4 separate regions of the Mus musculus genome follow, and regions 1, 3 and 4 are each linked to region 2. The links are chromatin contacts, called in public HiChIP or PLAC-seq and promoter capture Hi-C maps. All regions are on one chromosome and are shown on one strand. Each heading gives the region's core, a stretch centred on a gene start, on an enhancer-like site or on the middle of the called end of the contact. The rest is flanking DNA. Distances are from core to core; before and after follow the strand shown.

Region 1 (2,897 bases), core at 166-2,665, 2.2 Mb after region 2:
TATCTTATAACCATGAATGTGAAGAGGTGCATGCGCATGTGTGTGTATGTGTCTGTGTGTGTTTAAATGAAGGTGCCTTGTGTGGGTAGTGTGTGTGTGTGTGTTTAAATGGAGGTGCCTTGTGTGTGTGTGTGTCTGTGTGTGTGTGTCTGTGTTTAAATGGAGGTACCTGTGTGTGTGTTTGTGTGTGTGTGTTTAAATGGAGATGCCTTGTGTGGGTAGGGTGTGTGTGTGTGTGTGTGTGTGTGTGTGTTTAAATGGAGGTGCCTTGTGTGTGTGTGTGTGTGTGTGTGTTTAAATGGAGGTGCATTGTGTGTGTGTGTGTGTGTGTGTGTGTGTTTAAATGGAGGTACCTGTGTGTGTGTGTGTGTGTGTGTGTGTGTGTGTGTGTGTGTGTGTTTAAATAGAGGTGCCTTGTGTGGGTAGTGTGTGTGTGTGTGTGTGTTTAAATGGAGATGCCTTGTGTGTGTGTGTCTGTGTCTGTGTCTGTGTTTAAATGGAGGTACCTGTGTGTGTGTGTGTGTTTAAATGGAGGTGCCTTGTGTGGGTAGTGTGTGTGTGTGTGTGTGTTTAAATGGAGATGCCTTGTGTGTGTGTGTCTGTGTCTGTGTTTAAATGGAGGTACCTGTGTGTGTGTTTAAATGGAGGTGCCTTGTGTGGGTAGTTAAAATGCTTCCTTAAAAAGAAGTGGGTTATTAAATATAAATCTCAGAGACAGGCATGAGACTTCCCTGTGATTCAGGGAAGCTGCAGAAGCTCTCAAACCAATACAGAATATTACTCATCATTTTGTGTCCATACTAACACTAGATGTCAAGTCCCACTGCTGAAGACACAGCACACTCTGGTTGCAGGACAGAAAAATCAAGCTGGAACTGACCTTGAAACTTCTTCTCTGCTGACTAGATACGCTGCTAACCCCAAAATACTGACATGTCAGAATGAGGTGGCCATTAATAGTCATGACAGTTACAGAGTGGCTAACCGTCTTCTAATTGGAATCAAGGCCTGTTCCACAGGAAAGAATTCATGTCTGGTATAAGAAATCTGGTCAAAAGCCCATGGCTGTAGAAGTCATAGGATGGGACTATTACTATTGTTTTGCCAAATGTACAAGGTGTCACACTATCGTCTATGTATCTATTAATACCAATAAATTTAATGGTGCTCTCAACCTTGGTCAGAGAAACGTCTTACTGCAGTGAGTAGCAGGCAGTTGTGAGTAGAGATTCCCAACTGGCCACAGTGTTGAGAATAAGTGGTTGCTGAGTGCTCAGCCCTAAATGGGACACACAAAGGCTCAGAAATCCTACAGAAAGGAGGAGAGGTGGATGCAAGAGCTGGGGACGGACAAGAGTGCTGAGAAAGTCTGTCCTGTGGACATGGCATGGCACTGGCACTCATGACTTCACAGGAGCTACGGTTAGCTGCACACGACCTGCACAAAATCAAACACGTCAGGATTACAGTTCATGAGGCTCCACCCCTAGCTAAAGAGCTATTGTATTTGCTGGCTGCGGGGGAGGTTAGGGGTCTGGCTGAGGGTAAGTTCTAATGGACAGCTTCCTGCCCATGCTCATGCCAGCAGCACTAACTCAGAAGCTGTTATAACTCATAAACTGCGTGATTTTTTAAAAGGAGGAAGAGGAATAAGGAGAAGGGAAAAAAGGAGGAGGAGAAAAAGGAGGAAAAGAAAGGAGGAAGAAAAGAAGGAGAAGGAAACAAGAAAGAAGAGGATGGGGAGGAAAGGGGAATTTGAAGTAGCACTTGACATTAACCCACCAGCCTAAATAATAAAGCAATTGCATTACTAATTAATTATAATTGTAGAGGCATCTTCCCAAATTACACCCTCTATCTGTAACTTAGCTTCTTAATCCTTCCCCACTTCCAAATGGCTCTACATGAGGACGCACTCGTACACTGGCAGTGCAGAGTCTCTGTGAGCACAAGCTTGGGGATGCAAGAGAGGCTCGCTCTTCTCTATTTTCTAAGTCACAAGTTTTATTTCGAAATTAATCTTTAGCATTTTTCTAACCATTAAAAACTTTCATGTAGAAGTTGAATAGACATGCTTTATGGTGATTATTTAATTCTTTAAATGCTATATCTGGCACAATCCTAATCAAGACTCTAGGATTGGTATCTTGTAGAATCACTGAATTGATTTGACGAGTTAGAAAAAGATCAGCCAAAACTGACACTCACCCCCTTAGGGACTTTCTATCTGAAACTAATAATAAAGATAGGATGGAATTTAGAGACCCAACACACAAAAACAATACAAGAAGGCAGCATTCTAAAAATGGATACACAAACACATTCGCCTCCTCTTTGAAAAAGCAATGAAGGCAATTTAATATTGCATGGCCTTTTAACCAAGCAACAGATATCTACACGAAAAGAAGTAACCTCAAAAATTAACAACAGACCTGGAAATAAAATGCACAAGTATAAACTTCCTATGTACCAGGAAAGCAAACCTGGCGTCTCTTGGCTTGCAGATGCATTTTCAGACGCAGTACACACATGTATGCACACACATAGCCATGCAGTCCAATAAAGAAAACAGGTCAATTGAAACCTTATTTCTAAACGTCATCAGCAAACTTTAAAAGTGAGAACACCATTTAAGAAATTAGATAACTCACAGACTGGAAGAAAATATTTCCCATACATGTATCTGATTCAGGACTAATATCTCAAATATACAAAGAACTATTAAAATTCAACAATATAAGGATAACTCAATTTAAAAACTTGGCAAAGATCTGGGCACCTTTAGCAAAGACGAGATATAAATGGAAAATAAGCATCTGAAAAAAATGTTCAGCATTGTATATCTTTGAGAACTGTGGATTAAAACAAGGCACCACTGCACACCAATAATCAATGTC
Region 2 (2,832 bases), core at 188-2,687:
TAAGAGGGTGGCAGAAGGGAGTGCCAAGGGCATCTAACCAAGGGCATGCTGGAGAAAAACTCTACTATTAACTTATCCTCTCAGTCAGAAGTTTTTATTTTTCCTTTTTAGCTTTGTTGGAAAAATCCATTGACTACAGTGGAGGGAGCTTGAAATTTGAGGAGTCTTTAAAAGCAAATCTGGCAGAAGAGGTTGTCTTTTCACTAAAAGCAATTAGTAGTTTTCTAATTTCTCAGATGAGTCTCCATTAGCTGCAAGGCCAATGACTGACCACTCACTTCTCCTAAGGGAAACTGTTTTAGAAAGCTATTTTCTCATTGAAGGTTTAAAATAAAACCTCTCCAAGTTTCTCAACCAGGTGATTCACTGACATGAAAAAAAGTCTCTGCAGAAGAAAACTTAAAAATACTCCGTCCATCATTCACTACCTTCTTGTCCGGGACTAGTTAGTTGAAAACCCAAACCAAAACAAACAATCCGTCCCCCCCAAACCAAAACTTTATTATGAACAATTTGAGACATAAATACTGGTATGATAGCATATGTGTACATATCCCACAGCTCCAACATCGAAGGACATCCTCAGTTAATTTATTCCCTTCTTTCCCAGTTTCCAGAGGCTTAGTCTAAAACAAAATAAACGTATTGGATCATTTTACCTATCAACACTTTAGTGTGTGTGTGTGTGTGTGTGTGTGTTTTAAATTTAAAGCCACATTACCGTAAGCACGTTCGATAAGGATGACGATAATTCCTTAGTAACATAAAATACTCGGGGAGCGGGGGTGGGGTGGGGGTGTGGGGTGTCATTGCTAACAGGTAGGGGACAGAACTCCGTAGTGGGGACTGAACAAGAAAGGAGAGAGAGGATGAAGTGGCCGGCTGAAGCGGATCCCGGCTGCGAGGAGACCAGCACCCGACTGCTCCAGGTTTCGCTGCTCGTTTACCTGCGTTGGCTCTCTCGCACCGTCAGACCAGGTCAAAGGCGGCCCCAAGTTCCCCGCCTCCAAGGTCCGGGCGGTGGCCCAGCAGGCTCGGCGCAGCTGCACAAGTCTCTGTCCCTAGACACCGGAGGGTCCCTGGAGGGGAAACGATTGACACAGCTGCCTGCACTGTGCCGCGAGCCTTCCCGCGCTGCACCTGCGTCTCGTCGCGTGGCTAGGAACTGGGACTGGCTCCGGAGTCGGTGAAGTCCAGCAGGCCCTTAGCCAGAACCTATACCGTTCGCCAGCTCCGGAACCGGGCTTTAGACACCAGGACCTTGCGGAAGAGAGAACTACAACTCCCGTCGGGCCACGCGGTCCGACCAATGGTGGTAGCCGGCGCGTGCGGGGCGCGGCGCCTGCGCGGCGGTTTGAGTAAGAGGCCGTACGATTGGCTGCGGAGTCGGGCGGCCGCGCGGGGCCTGTGGGAAGCGGAGTGACGGAGCGAGCGGCTGTTGGAGGAAGGAGGTGGGGGGCCGGGAGCGCAAATGGCGTTGAGATGGTTCAGGGCCCTGTTCAAACTCCAGCGCTGACCATTCACCGGCGGAGGCGGCGGCGCAGAAGGCGGCGGCGGCCCAGCGGGGGCACGTAGCGGGCTCGGCACCGGCGGCGGCCGCCAGGGAGGCCTAGGCCCTGTCCGGCCGGCGCGCCTGAGGTGGGGAGGGAAGTTGCGGGGCCGCCGCTCACCCCCCACCCCCCCTGTCGCCCGAGCTTCCTATTTACCGAAGCGGAGCCGCGGACTGTGACGGCAGCAGAGCCCCTCGCCCCTCTCGGTGGCACCGGTCGGCACTGGTCTCTCGCGCGGGGCTCCCGCGCCCGCCCGCGGGCCGTTGGGAGCCGGAGAGGCGGAGGCGGCCCGAGGCCAAAGCACCCGCCAGGCGCCGAGGGTAAGTGAGGTCTCGGGCGGCTGCCTAGGCCCGGAGTGAGTTGGGGCGGGTGGAGGCGGCAGGGGCGGCGCGAGGCTCGTTGCTCACCTGGCTTCTAAGGAAGTTGGGCACCGGAGGATCGCAAGAAACTCTTTCCCTTCCCACCTCTTAATTTTGCCTTTTGAGTTCTTCTCCGGCTACTTGATTTGACTTCTCTTTTCCAAACCCGGTCCGGTTGATTTGAGTCCCGAATTCTTTTTCCCCGTCGTCTCCTCCGCCTCTAGCCGTCACCGAGAGGCCTTGCTTCGGGGACTCGGTAGCAGAAGCTTCCGGGGCGTCCGAAGCGACATCCCTTTCCTAGGCTGTGGGGGTTGGGAGGAGAAAAGTTGCGTGAGTGTCCAGCCCGAGGGGTGTCTCGGCTCCAGCCTCCGGGCGCACTCGCAGCCTCAGGTGAGGGTTTCTGTTTGCCCATTCCACTCTCCTCTCTTTATTGAAGCCCCCCTAATGCATTACCTTGGGTGTCTTTCCTGGAAGTGGCTAGGTTTCTTTACAGCTTCAGTGTAAGGAGGTTGGTTGGTTGTTTTGTATACCCTTTCCCTAATTTAAATCGCAGTGCACTTCCATCAAAAGTCAGCTGGGCTTTGGGATGAAGCGAAGGCCTCCCAAATCGAAAACAATCAGTTGTGAACCTTCTTTTCCTTTTTAGTTAGGACTGTTGGTGAAATTTGAAGCCAGAACAAGATAGTGTGTCTGAAATGTGCGTAAAACGTCATGCCAAATATATATGCTGAATTTGTACATATGTTAAGCTTAGATAATGCCATCGCAGTAGTCTGCTGACTTTTTAAAATGGACGTTATGGAAAACAGTAAAAGCAATCACGTAACTCTTGTACTCATATCTCCTGGATTCTGTACATAATAACTCAACCATATTTTCTAATCAGTACGCTCCCCATTCCTTAATATTAAAAAAATCACTGA
Region 3 (3,172 bases), core at 177-2,676, 2.2 Mb after region 2:
ACTCACTCAGCTCTACCTACAGCTATACCAGTGGTTTTTTCCTTTGCAGTCTGTGCCCACAGGACTGCTAGCTTTGTACCATGACAATTACAGTCCCCAAGGACCAGGGTGCCTTTGAAACTCAGTCTTTTTTTTTTTTTCCGTTCTCAATTTCACTCTTTAATTTATATTGCACCAAAAGAAGTTCACAGCTGGAGAATGATATTAAAATTATACAGAATATTCTTTCTTTAAATCCCATTTCCCTCAGGCTAATTCTTGCCACTAAAAGTAGTTTAATTCTTTTCTAAAGCAAGTCCCCAAAACAAATACCCATACCCATTCTCCATCTCTTAATGGTCTCTCGTGTGTGTGTGTGTGTGTGTGTGTGTGTGTGTGTGTGTGTGTGTGTGTTTTAAGCCAGATATCAGATCCTGAACTCTTTTGTAAGAGCATTTATATAAACCACAGAGAGCATGGAAGTCCGAGAGCTGAGCCTCCCAAATGCTCTGGCTGAATTTCTAAGAGTGCCAGTGTTTCCCTCACAAATGAGACATAGAGAAATTTTATTAAAGGGTTTCTGGGCACTGTTTAGGGCCCAGTGCTGGCTCCTGCTGTAATATGTGTTTGGGAAAAGAAGATAGGCCCAAGACATTCCATGTGTAAAGGTTCCCAGAAATGGGGTCCCACAAGTGGTCTGGACACCTCATCCTGTCACCCTGGATCCCTGTGACCACCCTGGAAGCAAGCTGGAGCTTTGCCTATCCCATCCCTAAAGTAGAAAGCTGCTTTCAGAAACAACAGGCATTTTTCTAGGCAAAGCTCTGTGGCCCCAGTGAGTCAGTGGGTCTCCCAAGGTGTCTAGCTTTAGCAGACTCACCCCCAGGAGAAAAACAGTTTGTACAATCATGCATGATTAAACGAGGTGACAAGGCAGTAGCCACTAGGAAGAGAAGGCACCACTATTACCTACAGATACGGTCCTGTACACAGACCAGCTCTTGAGGCCCACAAATAGCACTATTGAAACTGATAACAGCACAACCCCAGTCCGAGATCCATATACAACAATCAATTGCCTCTCTTTATACAAGGGCTGAACAAAATCTACAAGAAAGAAAACAGCAATAAAACTTCACGTGCAATGGCATAAAAAGGATAATGTACTGGGAAATAAACATAAGGTATCCTGACAATTATGAGACAGAAATAACTGAAGGAGCGGCGCGTGTTTGTAGACAGGGAGAGGCAGACGGTTAAGGTGATGGTCAACCCAACACCAGAAGACCTCTGCTCTCCCCACTGAGATCGTGTGCTTTTGAAGAACTTGACCAATGATCCCTAAATTTACACAGAACTGTAACGGTGAACGGCCTAAATAGTACTGACTGACGAGGGAGTACTTCCTTCTTTCATAACGACTTACTGTTATGAACAGTGCACACGGGCACAAGAACCCACAGAGAACCTTAGGGCGGATGTCTCTCTGTAGAAAACAAATTCTTCTCTTTACACTCAGTTGATTCTCAGGAAAGGTGACAACACTAGTGCTTTTGAGAACTGGAAACTGATGTCCCACGCAGATGAATGCAAGCCTTTGCTGCATACTTGGTACCAAAACCAGCTGGGTTTCGCACCACGGGGGTCGGTGCAGGAATTCAGTAGCATAACTGCTGCAAGATGTCCCAGAAGATTATCTTTGAGATCTTGCGTTTGGCAAGGATTCGGGTTTGACACCAAAAGAACAATGAAGTAAATTTAAAGAATGTTACATTTGGCTTTATCAAGATGTAAACATCTGTGCTGTGCTCCCTAAGATGTGAAGATAAGCAACCATCTGAGAGAAAATAACTTCCCAAACCCATATCCATTAAGCAGCTTGTATCTAGAACACAGAGTGCAACTTCACACTTCGGCAATACAAAGAATGCCCATAAGAAAAAGCACAAAGATGTCGCTAGACCTGCCACCAAACACCCATAAATGAATAGCTAGTGACAACACAGAAAAATAACCCATTAGGTCTTAGGAAAAGGCAAATACAAAAGCACTACTAGGCATTGATTCGCAGCCACTGACCTGGATACACTAGAAAAGCCCCGTGACAAAGGCTGGCAAAGACAGCAGGGAAGAGGACCACCAAACACTGCCTGTAATAACATGGAATTCTGCGGGCCCCTTGAAAATAGCTTGGCAGCTTCTTGAGAGAGTAAACATAAATGTATCTCACACCCCAGCACTTCCATTCATAGGTGTATTCCCAAGAGAAAGAAAAATACATCCATATGAAGGTCTAACCCCAGATGCTATTGGGGGTCTCTATTCATAATACCCCTAAATGAAAAATAAGTAAATATCTTCCAATTGGTGAATGGACAAACACATTGTATATGCCCACACAGGAAATACTAATGGAATTAAAGCTGTTTATAACTTCCTGTGATAGGATTGCATTGTGAGTCATTTCTGCGGTGACCCAGGTAAGGGCCTGTCTTCCTGACATCAGAACTAGGACTACAGCTTCATGTATTCACTCCTTGTTTCACCCAGACTATCGAAGTTGACAGTGCTGTGTCAGAGATAGTTCAACTATTAGTTGTCCTTTTCAAACGTGGCTCATTTGTTCCCTTGGCACATATAAGCTAGGCATGTCCCTCTCTGGGTTCTCCATGTTAAACGTCCTTACTTATCACACATTTCCAAATAGGTGTGCCAGGGATGTAGATGTACTCTGAGTAGTGATTCCTGGGTTCTGTTGCTAGATGGCTGTTTGCTATAAGGTCCCGGTTGTCACTATATTAGCTTCACCTTCATGCCTGAAAGGACAGAATGCGTACACACATGGGTGGGTTTCTAAACAACGCTTGAATGGTGCTAGACACTAGAGCTGGCCAAAGGAGGGGGTAACGGTTGCTTGGCTCCACAACTCCCTTTGGCTGAAGACTCGGGCTTCCGTGGCTTTGTTCACTAATGCCTGCCATCCCCCCAAGCTTGGATGACTTGAAGGGCAGACCACTGGATTCTGCTGCCTGGTTTTGAGCCAAGGAGGAAAAGCCTAATCTTTATGCTCTTTATTTATACCAAGCAGAGATGGTCAGTCCAGCTCTCAGTAGCACAATACTTCTTGGAGCTTCCTTTATAAAGTTACAGGCTTGCTGACTGCAAACTGTGAAGCAATAGGGGGCAAGACAGC
Region 4 (3,193 bases), core at 132-2,631, 2.2 Mb after region 2:
TGGCAACTCCCAGTGAAGAGGAACAAGGCAAATCTGAGTTTAAAATCAGGATAGTACAGGACAGAAATGTTAACCAATATCCTGTCCAGGTTCCAAATCAGGAAACCATTGGTCTCAAAAGAAAATCACATGGGAGATTACTCAAAAGAGAAATCTGTGAGATATACTGTTGTTTCAGTTACTCTGTCATCCTATCTCCCAGGCCTAAGAAAAAGGAAATAAGTTTCTTGCTAGTAAAATTATAAATATTAATGTTTAAAAACCCATGCCTTTTGGGATGCATCGGTGGTAGGCTTCAGATTTTATAAAAATATACTGGGAAACCTTGACATCATGAGTCTACTGCACAAGCAGGAAAATGACAACACATATTATTCCACTCTTGAATTGATGTTGTATATGTCTCTCCTATATGCAAGGTTATGAATTAAGATTATTATATGTTAGAAATTACTCCAACAGAACATTTTGAAATATATGCCAGATCATTTTCCCTTAACTCTCTCATATGCAATACTCAATTATTAAACCAGTGGAGAGAAGTAGAATTAGGTACAACTGTGAACAGTTTTAACTGGCACAAGCCTTTCCATAGGACATGACAGTCTACATATTCTTCCCACACTTGTTTTAATAGTAACCCAGGGCAGCTGATTGTGTGACAGGACACAGATTCTTTAGACCTTCTTTGCTGTCTGATGGAGACTGAGGATTAATTTGTGTAATTATTTACGTTAAGGTGCTCAAACAAATGACTGACTGGTAACTTAGAATACATCCGGATAATTTTGAATTTAATGTGCAAACTGACTTCCTATATCTAAATATTAAGCTTAAACAGTTTTAAAACAATACTGGAAGTACACAGGGTAATAAAATTTCATTCTTGTCCTATGTTTTTTCATGCGAATAATTTATTTCATAATTTTCTAATGAAATATAATCACATCACTTCCCTTTTCCTAACTTTTCCTATATGCCCCCACTCCTTCTCAAATTCATGCTGTCTTTTTGTTTAATTATTATTGGAATTCAATGTTAAATAATGCTGTTCTTAAGAGTGGGCTAGTACAAGATCAGTAAAGACTACCTCTGAGAAAAGCAACAAGGTCCGCTATAAAGCACAGACTTGCTTTGGACTTGTGGCTATCCTGTTACATCAGCCTACAAGTGCTGGCGTCAACAGGACTGCACCAACCACAGCTAGATCTGTAACTTTATATATTTAAAATGAACCTTCAACTGGGCTTGTTGGTGATTTAATCTCCACACTCAGGAAACACAGGCACTTGAGACTCTGCTGGGTTCAAGGCCAGCCTAGTATTCACAGGGAATTCCAGGCAGCCAGGGCTAAAGAGTGAAACCATGTCTCAAACAAAAAGAAAAACAAAGTAAGATGACCTTTGGTTTCTCAGAGCAGCAGCCTCCCACAGCATTCCTGAGCCATGCAAGTGCTTCTCAGCATAAGCTTCCTTGAGTACAGGGAATTTACCAGCATCTAGACAAACTGTTGGTCACAGTAAACAAGCAATTTTACTGTGAGTTGGGGCCTTGTCTTTTTCTATACTCAGTGGAACAGAGCTTGGCACAAAGTAATATGCATACACGTATGTATATGCTCTTTTTCTTTTCCCTTGGCTCTACTGCCTTGTTTAGTATTTCTTGTGTGTTGTAGCCATAAGGGGATACCATGCCCACTCACTCAAATCTCGAGCGGAGATTCATGTTGGCTTCAAAGTGCTTGCTTTTCTGCCACCCGGCCGACACCCTTAGCCATCTTCTCAGGCAGTCATCTGTCTCTTATTGCCTTTCACATTTCCTTCCTTCTCCTACATGGCTTCTGACAAACCCTAGTCAGTAAACCTCTCAGCCATCAACCCTTTCCATCCTTCACTTCAGGAAGATTTCTTCCTTCATGTTTACATAATGCTCAAGAGAATTCTCACAAGTACATCAAGTGAATGACTAAGCTGTCTCAAGATGTAATGAGAAAATGTGAAGATGAGAGATTATTATCTGCAATCTTCTCAAAGGGCTAGGCAGATTAAAAAAAAAACCAACTCACACTAAAATGATACTTAAATAGCCTTTTCATTTCTAAAATTTCTGCCTTAAAAAAAAAAACCCTAAAGTTTACAAACAAGAACCACACTGCACCCCCACATTTGTATCACCTAAACCTTGCCTAAATACGCTGAACTCCTACTTTTAAAAGATCATCTAAGAGATTGGAGTGCTCTTAACCTTTTTAGCGGTTAAGAGCACTGACTGCTCTTCCAGAGGTCCTGAGTTCAATTCCTAGCAACCACACGGTGGCTCACAACCATCTGTAATGGGATCTGATGCCCTCTTTTGGTGTGTCTGAAGATAGTGACAGTGTGCTCATATAAATAAATAAAAAAAAAGAACATCTGGAGCAAGGTATACTTTTTGAGTGAAAAGAAACTCACTATAATTATAGTAACTGTTTCCAAAATTATGTATTTCAAAGGAAGACCAATAAACAGGGGGAAAAGATCACACAGTAAACTTATTATTAACTAGATACGTAACTATTATTGAAGTAATGAACATGCATTTATTTATTCACTGAATGAACCCCAGTGAAAGTACAGTAATTCCTAGATTAGACTTTCTGACTGTACACACATGAGCTTTCACACTAACTTTCTATTTTCCCTTAGGACTCGTGGGTGTTCCAGCTTAACTGTGCACTTACTGTAGCCACACCCACCCACCCCACCCCACCCCAGCAACCTTGCCTTTACCAGCTGTTCTGTAGTTAAGAATGGTGCAATCCTCCCATTCTAATTTTCAAAACCTCCCCTCTGGCAAGGTTCTTCCATGTGCTTTGTGGATGCGGGACTATGGACCACTGGTTGGGGGTGCTAAATTATAGTATTGTCCTAGCCACTTTTTTGCTATAGACATGTAATGGGCTATTTACTATATACCTTGATTTTTATTCCTATCTCCAAAACAAAGGAATGTGGCCAGGTGATGCCTATAATATAAAAAAGTAATGGAGAAAGCTGAAGTCTGAGTTTTTGACAGTGCTTGGCTACAAGCCCGACCTTTACTTCTCCCAAGATTACTGTAAAAACTGAGTCAGATCAGGAATATGCTGGAGTTGTTTGGTACCAGTTACTTAAAATGGCAGACTAAGATCCTATTTCAGAACAGTGAGGCAGGG

What was found. Promoter capture Hi-C pulls out the DNA fragments that hold promoters and counts their contacts. HiChIP or PLAC-seq counts read pairs in DNA pulled down with a chosen protein or histone mark.
Region 1: a contact with region 2 is called in an H3K27ac HiChIP or PLAC-seq map of embryonic stem cells, with 9 times the contacts expected there. The contact joins the enhancer-like site here to the promoter of Wapl in region 2. A contact is called at or near these places in 7 of 39 promoter capture datasets (the 3T3-L1 cell line, the HPC-7 cell line, cranial neural crest and 3 more), 10 of 115 datasets of contacts at active chromatin or transcription factors (astrocytes, cardiomyocytes, differentiating embryonic stem cells and 4 more) and 1 of 9 other capture datasets (embryonic stem cells).
Region 3: a promoter capture Hi-C map of pre-B cells shows a contact between it and region 2. The contact joins the enhancer-like site here to the promoter of Wapl in region 2. A contact is called at or near these places in 6 of 39 promoter capture datasets (the 3T3-L1 cell line, cranial neural crest, hippocampal neurons and 3 more) and 3 of 115 datasets of contacts at active chromatin or transcription factors (embryonic forebrain, large pre-B cells and neural tube).
Region 4: an H3K4me3 HiChIP or PLAC-seq map of stem cell-derived neural progenitor cells shows a contact between it and region 2, with 12 times the contacts expected there. The contact joins the enhancer-like site here to the promoter of Wapl in region 2. A contact is called at or near these places in 7 of 39 promoter capture datasets (the 3T3-L1 cell line, the HPC-7 cell line, cranial neural crest and 4 more) and 1 of 115 datasets of contacts at active chromatin or transcription factors (stem cell-derived neural progenitor cells).

Annotation. Positions count from the first base shown.
Region 1 is chr14:36,910,461-36,913,357 of GRCm38.p6, forward strand. The region is part of intron 5 of Ccser2 (coiled-coil serine rich 2); the gene reads right to left. Among named protein-coding and RNA genes, the nearest start is that of Ccser2, 57 kb to the right of the region's middle. Within about 2 kb of position 1,416, at least 34 of the 459 cell types and tissues checked have an H3K27ac peak or open chromatin away from gene starts, as enhancers often do. A contact at or near this core is called in the HPC-7 cell line, cardiomyocytes, embryonic stem cells and 1 more, where this site is marked.
Region 2 is chr14:34,672,491-34,675,322 of GRCm38.p6, forward strand. It overlaps Wapl (WAPL cohesin release factor), which reads left to right and starts at 1,438. Exons shown (of 19, transcript NM_001004436.4): 1 at 1,438-1,870. 5830448L01Rik (RIKEN cDNA 5830448L01 gene) reads right to left here and starts at 2,178. Exons shown (of 1, transcript NR_165636.1): 1 at 481-2,178.
Region 3 is chr14:36,867,560-36,870,731 of GRCm38.p6, forward strand. No RefSeq gene overlaps it. Among named protein-coding and RNA genes, the nearest start is that of Ccser2, 100 kb to the right of the region's middle. Within about 2 kb of position 1,427, at least 39 of the 459 cell types and tissues checked have an H3K27ac peak or open chromatin away from gene starts, as enhancers often do. A contact at or near this core is called in pre-B cells, where this site is marked.
Region 4 is chr14:36,891,785-36,894,977 of GRCm38.p6, forward strand. All of the region lies in intron 9 of Ccser2 (coiled-coil serine rich 2), which reads right to left. Among named protein-coding and RNA genes, the nearest start is that of Ccser2, 75 kb to the right of the region's middle. Within about 2 kb of position 1,382, at least 68 of the 459 cell types and tissues checked have an H3K27ac peak or open chromatin away from gene starts, as enhancers often do. A contact at or near this core is called in liver, stem cell-derived epiblast-like cells and stem cell-derived neural progenitor cells, where this site is marked.